2 separate regions of the Mus musculus genome follow, and region 1 is linked to region 2. The links are chromatin contacts, called in public Hi-C maps. All regions are on one chromosome and are shown on one strand. Each heading gives the region's core, a stretch centred on a gene start, on an enhancer-like site or on the middle of the called end of the contact. The rest is flanking DNA. Distances are from core to core; before and after follow the strand shown.

Region 1 (2,700 bases), core at 86-2,585, 120 kb after region 2:
GGATTTGTTGGGATTGTCTGTCTTGTCACCACCCACTCCCCTGGACCTGTGTCCTGAACACCCTCTGCAAGGTAGACTCTTTGCCCTGCTGTTTCTCTCAAATTCCATGCATGGCTCTTTCTCCTGCCTCCGTTTTCAGGGTATCAGTGGAACAGACCCTAGTCCACGCTTCCACTTGCTTCTACCTACCCAGCACTGCCCTGCCTATAGCAGGAGTCAGCCCAGGATGGGAAAGCTGGACACAGTAGCACAGACCTGCAATCCCAGCACCCAGGAGGATCAGGGGTTCAATGTCACCCGGGTCTCCACAGCTGGAGTTGGAGGCCAGCCTGGGCTACATGAGACCCTTTCACAACAAAATCGATGAGCAGCAGACACGGGAGGACCCACTGGTGTGAGGCCACAGTGGATGAATTGTCTAGTGGTGTCACCTGGAGCCCTGGCCTCCTTGTGCAAAGGACAGGTTTGGATGTCCCCTTCGGGAGGCCAAGATTCAGTGCCCCCCAAATGTGGCTTGTGCCCCCCCAAATGGGGCCTGTTCCTGTGGGTAGGACTTCACGTATCCTGACTAAGAACTTGCCAGACCCTGAGTCTTAACCCTGGTGAAACAGGGCTGCCTTTCTCCTGACCTTCCAGCCTCACCCAAAACAGGAATGTAGAGACTGTCAGTTATTCCCCACCCTCCACTCAAAACTCACAGGTTTTCTCAGAACAAGAGGAGCAGCCAACCAGAACTCACCTTGTCCCTCCTACTGTCCCTTCCTCAGTTCCTTCCCCCTTCTCTGTCAGCTCAACGCTCTTTCCCAGGCTGCCCCGAGGCAGCTGCTTCCTAACTGTTACCCTACTTCCTTTAGGGGGTCCCCCTGATGAAGCCTTCCAAAAAAATCACCTGGTAAAGGAAGTATTAAGTGAAAATTTTCCAGGCTAGCTCATTGGTAGACCCCAGACTCTCAGAAGACACAGGTTCCGGCCCCATATAAGGAAGGAAAAGCTGGGTGGGAGTTGTCCTCGGCTCCAAGAGCAGCCACACGGCACAGTTTAGAACAGCTATGGAGAAATCTGTGTGCTAACAGATATCAGTTTCTCCACAAGGGGAAGGTGTTGGGAAACCTACCGAGACAGGACAGGATTTTTACCCACCTGCCTTTTACAGAGCTATAAAACAGCTTCCAGACAAGGGGAAAAGCTGGGATCCAGCCACCAGCAAGAAGAATGTGCTGTGTGGACAGCTCATAGCTTTTGACCAAGGCCCAGGCATTTTCCACACAAGGCAGGTCATGAAAGGGTTCAGTCCACAGTCCAGCCTCTGAGAAGTGTGATTCACACACACCGGATGCCAGGCCTTTTCTTGGGGAGCAGAGGACATTGCAAAACACTCTAAAGTTCAAGGGCTGGGCTAAGCTCTTTCAAGGACCGAACACATCAAATGCTTCCCTTCTCAGGGCTGAGAATATGGTTTTGTAATGTCCAGCTGCTGCAGCAACACACACATGTGTGTGCGTGCACGCTCACAGACACAGACACACACACAGGCATGTGCACAGGCACACACACGCACACACACACATACGGTTAGTGAGATGGATCAGAGGTGAAGGCAGTTGGCACCAAGTCTTAAGATTGCCAGAATTCATTGGCGGAAGGAGAGAACTGCAGGTTGTACACACACACACACACACACACACACATGTAGGAACAATTGAGCTGTGGCATGCAGTTACTCCTCCACAGAAATAAATAAATGCAAAGAAAAAGGCTTTGTGGGGCTGGAGAGATGGCTCACTGGTTAAGAACACTGACTCTTCTTCCAGAGGACCCAGGTTCGATTCCCAGCACCCACTTGGTAGCTCACAATGTCCTGTAACTCTAGTGCCAGGTGCCCTGGTATCCTCTTCTGGTTTCTCAAAGCACAAGGTGCACAGATATGCTTGCAGGCATACCTATAAAATAAAAACAAATTAAAAATATATAAACAAATGACCTTCAGGTTTTTGTCCATTTATTTATTTGTTTGTTTAGGTGTTGAGAAACATTGGTCTCATGCATTCCAGGCTGACCTCGAGATTTCTACAATGAGAGTGAAGTTCTGGTCCTCCCGCCTCCTCTCCCTAGTGCTAGACCACACTCAGGCACTTCCACTCCTGATTTATGCAGTGCTGGGGAATCGAACTCTGAACTCTGGCTGTCAGGCGTTGTGGCAAGAGCTTTTGCCCACTGAGCCATCTTGCAGGCCCTTCTTGTTTGTTTTTTGAGACAGGGTTTCACAATGCACCCGCGGTTATCCTGGAATCTACTCTGTAGACCAGGTTGGTCCCGAATTCACAGAGGTCTGCCTGCCTCTGCCTCCCCTGAGATTAAAGGTGTAGGCCACCACCGCCCCAGCTTGTCTGTTTTTGAGACATGGTCTCTCTGCGTATTACAGGGTGGCCTTGTACTCTAAGCAATCCTCCGTCCTCTGCGCCCCCGACCCCCCATTTCTGGAATTACAGGTGTGTGCCACACACCCTATACCTCTTTATATCCGTTCCAGACGGGGTCTCAAAGTACCTCAGGCCAACCTGGTACTTACTATGTCCTCAAAGATAACTTTAAACTTTGGCTCCTCCTGCCTCCACTTCCTTCCGGTACTTCTGGCATGCACAGGCCTGCTCAGCCATCACCTGGTCCCCTCTGAAGGTCTTTCTGGTTGAATAGGCAGCA
Region 2 (2,700 bases), core at 113-2,612:
GCTGACTGCTCTCCCCAGGAGTCTCCCAGGAGTCCCCAGGAGCACCTTCTGACTCCACGAGGGTGGGCTAGCCAGCAGGGAGGAGGCTTCTGTCTCAGTCCAGCTTGGCTTCTCCTGTCCTGCAGCCAGAGCATGTGTGATCTTCATCAATAGCATCATGCCATCAAGCTTGGCTGGGCCGTCACAGCAGTAGCACTCGCTCGTGTGTGTGTGTGTGTGTGTGTGTGTGTGTGTGTGTGTGTGTGTGTGTGTGTGTGTGATGGAATACCATTCAGCTCTAAAGGAAAATGAGATCATAGACTACAGGTGACAGTTGGTGTCCTTTCTCTGTGGGATGGCCATGCTGTGTCTTTTCTCAGTGAAGCCTCTTTGCTTGTGCAAGTCATGTGATTTTTAGAAAGGGGGTGGTGGCATCCCATTAAATCTCAAGCACTGAGGCCTCATGTTGTATCTGGTAGAAGAGGTGAGCCCCTGGGTAGTGGGCTCCTCCCTGGTCTCCGGCCGTCACTGCTCCAGCGTGGCTTTATGTATTTTAGTATCATAATGCTAGAGCCCAAGAGCAGCTGTATGAAGTAGAAGCCTTCATTGTTATCCCTGGTTTACAGAAAAGAATGGAGTTTAGAGATGTGTATGCTGCTGCCCAAGGACCAGCTCTGTTTAATTACAAGCCTTGAGCTGCAGCTAAGCCCAGGAGCTGTGGCTCCAGCAATGGCAGGCTCTTCACAATATCAGGGCTTCATCTGTACCTGATGCTGAGGGTCCATTACTCTGGGGACATCTTCTTTAGGGATTTCTGCTCCCAGAATCTAACGGAGTATCGCATCCTTTGTGATTTGAGACAGGGTTTCTCTGTGTAGCCTTGGCTGTCCTGGAACTCACTTTGTAGACCAGGATGGCCTCGAACTCAGAAATCTGCCTGCCTCTGCCTCTCAAGTACTTTTTTTTTTTTTTTTTTCTATTGAGAAATTTTTAGTCACCAGGTCTTACAGAAAGTAGGAAATGTTTTTTGTTGTAATTTTGACACAGAGCCTCCCAGGATAGCTCAGGCTGGCCTTGAACTAACGTCACTGCTCTGCCCTGTGCCTTCTGGTGCTCAGGTTTTACAGGTGTCTTCTACACCAGCCTTGTGGTACCAACCCCTGGTGAGTGTCGGGACACACCCTTAATACCTTAAAGGTTTTGTGATAGAAAAGGTCTCTGACTGCGGAAATACCCAGACTAGTCCACCCCCTTCTTCTGTAACTTCCTCTGTTTTCCTCTTTAAGTGGTAAGACAGCAAGGTTTTGGGCAAGTGTCCCCGTGAGCTCCTTTTGAGAGGAGGGCCTTCACTGTTTTTTCTTCTTCTCTGGAGCCCTGCAGGATGTGGGTGTCTCTCAGAGCATGATTCAGTCACACTGTGACTCAGCAGCGAAGTGCTCAGGACCGTGCTGAACAAGGCAGGGGCCTCGAGCCCCTCAAGGGAGAGGTGCTTCCCTGTTCTGAGGTGGTCTGTGGAGGGCCGGAGACTAAGCTCTTCCAGTGTCAGCAGGGGGCTGTTAACAGTTTTTCAGGTTCCAGCCATTCTGTTGAAAACTTTGTCATGTCAGCTTTATTTATTTATAAGGCAGGGCCTCTGACAGCCCAGGCTTGCCTCAGACTCTGTAGTGAGGATTTTGGGAATGACCTGACACTGGGGTTTGTACAGTGCTGGGGATTGAACCCAGAGCTTTGCACATGCTACAGAAGCACTCTGCCAGCCGACCGAGGCAGCTGCAGCCATCAGTTGGCAGGCTCTGGTCTGCTGGCTGTTCGTGGCCTGTGGAGGATAAGCCGTGCCCCAACTTGGCTGGCACAGCCCAGTCTGTCCCTGCACGTTCGCTTCCTGACACTCTTCCCTCGTTCTTTTCTTTTTTAAAAAATACATTTATATGTTTGTGTGCGTGTGTGTGTGCGTGTGTGTGTGTGTGTGTGTGTGCGTATGTATGTATGTGTGTCCGTGTGTGTGCTATAATGTACATGTAGGGTTCAGAGAATAATTGGCTGGGGTTGGTTCGGTCGGGCCATGTGTACTGTGGGGGGTGAAACTCAGGTCACCAGGCTGACAGAAGCGCCCTTAGCCCCTAGCCATATGCTGGCCTGCTTCTTGTTTTATCCACTGTCCCCTCCTTTAGTACTTGCAGTTGCCTGACAAGGTTGTGATTTTCCATGGGCTCTTGTTTCTCCTCTCCTCAGGGAATATGCCCCCATGCCAGCTTCTCATGACAGAACTTGTGTGCCCTCCTCTGCTTCCCCCAACCGCTTCTCCCCTTCACAGCCCACTGCTGCGGCAACAGCTAATTACGTCAGCTCCTACATAAGCTGCTGTTTGTTTTCTCAAGACAGTCTCTCTGTGTAGCCCTGACTGTTCCTGTAGACCTGTCTGTAGACTAGGCTGGCCTCTCTTAACTGGAGCATGGCTGCCAGCTTGCAGACCACCAAATCTATGGTCCTCTCTGCAGTGGCTGCTGGCTTTCTTGCTCCCTGACTTGTCCTTCAGCTGCTGCCTGGCCCTTTCAGAGTATTGCCAGTCAGTTTTCAGTTCTCCCAAGGCTTTTAAAGAAAAGTGTCTTTAGAAGAATCTTGGGTGTACCTTAATGGGTAAAATGGTTACCATGCACGAAACTTTGAAAGAAAGGGCATTGCCATCTGCCCATGGCGCCATACTGGTTCCTGGGTCTTGGG

The links. A called contact is a pair of places that touch in the nucleus more often than the background predicts.
Region 1: a Hi-C map of bone marrow-derived macrophages shows a contact between it and region 2, with 35 read pairs. The contact joins two enhancer-like sites. A contact is called at or near these places in 4 of 39 promoter capture datasets (embryonic stem cells, erythroid cells, macrophages and 1 more), 2 of 15 datasets of contacts at CTCF or cohesin (embryonic stem cells and large pre-B cells), 15 of 484 Hi-C or Micro-C datasets (B cells, the C2C12 cell line, bone marrow-derived macrophages and 9 more), 31 of 115 datasets of contacts at active chromatin or transcription factors (the 230-238 cell line, the HPC-7 cell line, bone marrow-derived dendritic cells and 18 more) and 3 of 9 other capture datasets (adipose tissue, liver and pancreatic islet).

Annotation. Positions count from the first base shown.
Region 1 is chr4:141,572,481-141,575,180 of GRCm38.p6, forward strand. No RefSeq gene overlaps it. Among named protein-coding and RNA genes, the nearest start is that of Fblim1, 26 kb to the right of the region's middle. Within about 2 kb of position 1,336, at least 154 of the 459 cell types and tissues checked have an H3K27ac peak or open chromatin away from gene starts, as enhancers often do. A contact at or near this core is called in the C2C12 cell line, adipose tissue, bone marrow-derived macrophages and 6 more, where this site is marked.
Region 2 is chr4:141,453,454-141,456,153 of GRCm38.p6, forward strand. The region is part of intron 2 of Zbtb17 (zinc finger and BTB domain containing 17); the gene reads left to right. Among named protein-coding and RNA genes, the nearest start is that of Gm42337, 5.9 kb to the left of the region's middle. Within about 2 kb of position 1,363, at least 166 of the 459 cell types and tissues checked have an H3K27ac peak or open chromatin away from gene starts, as enhancers often do. A contact at or near this core is called in the C2C12 cell line, adipose tissue, bone marrow-derived macrophages and 6 more, where this site is marked.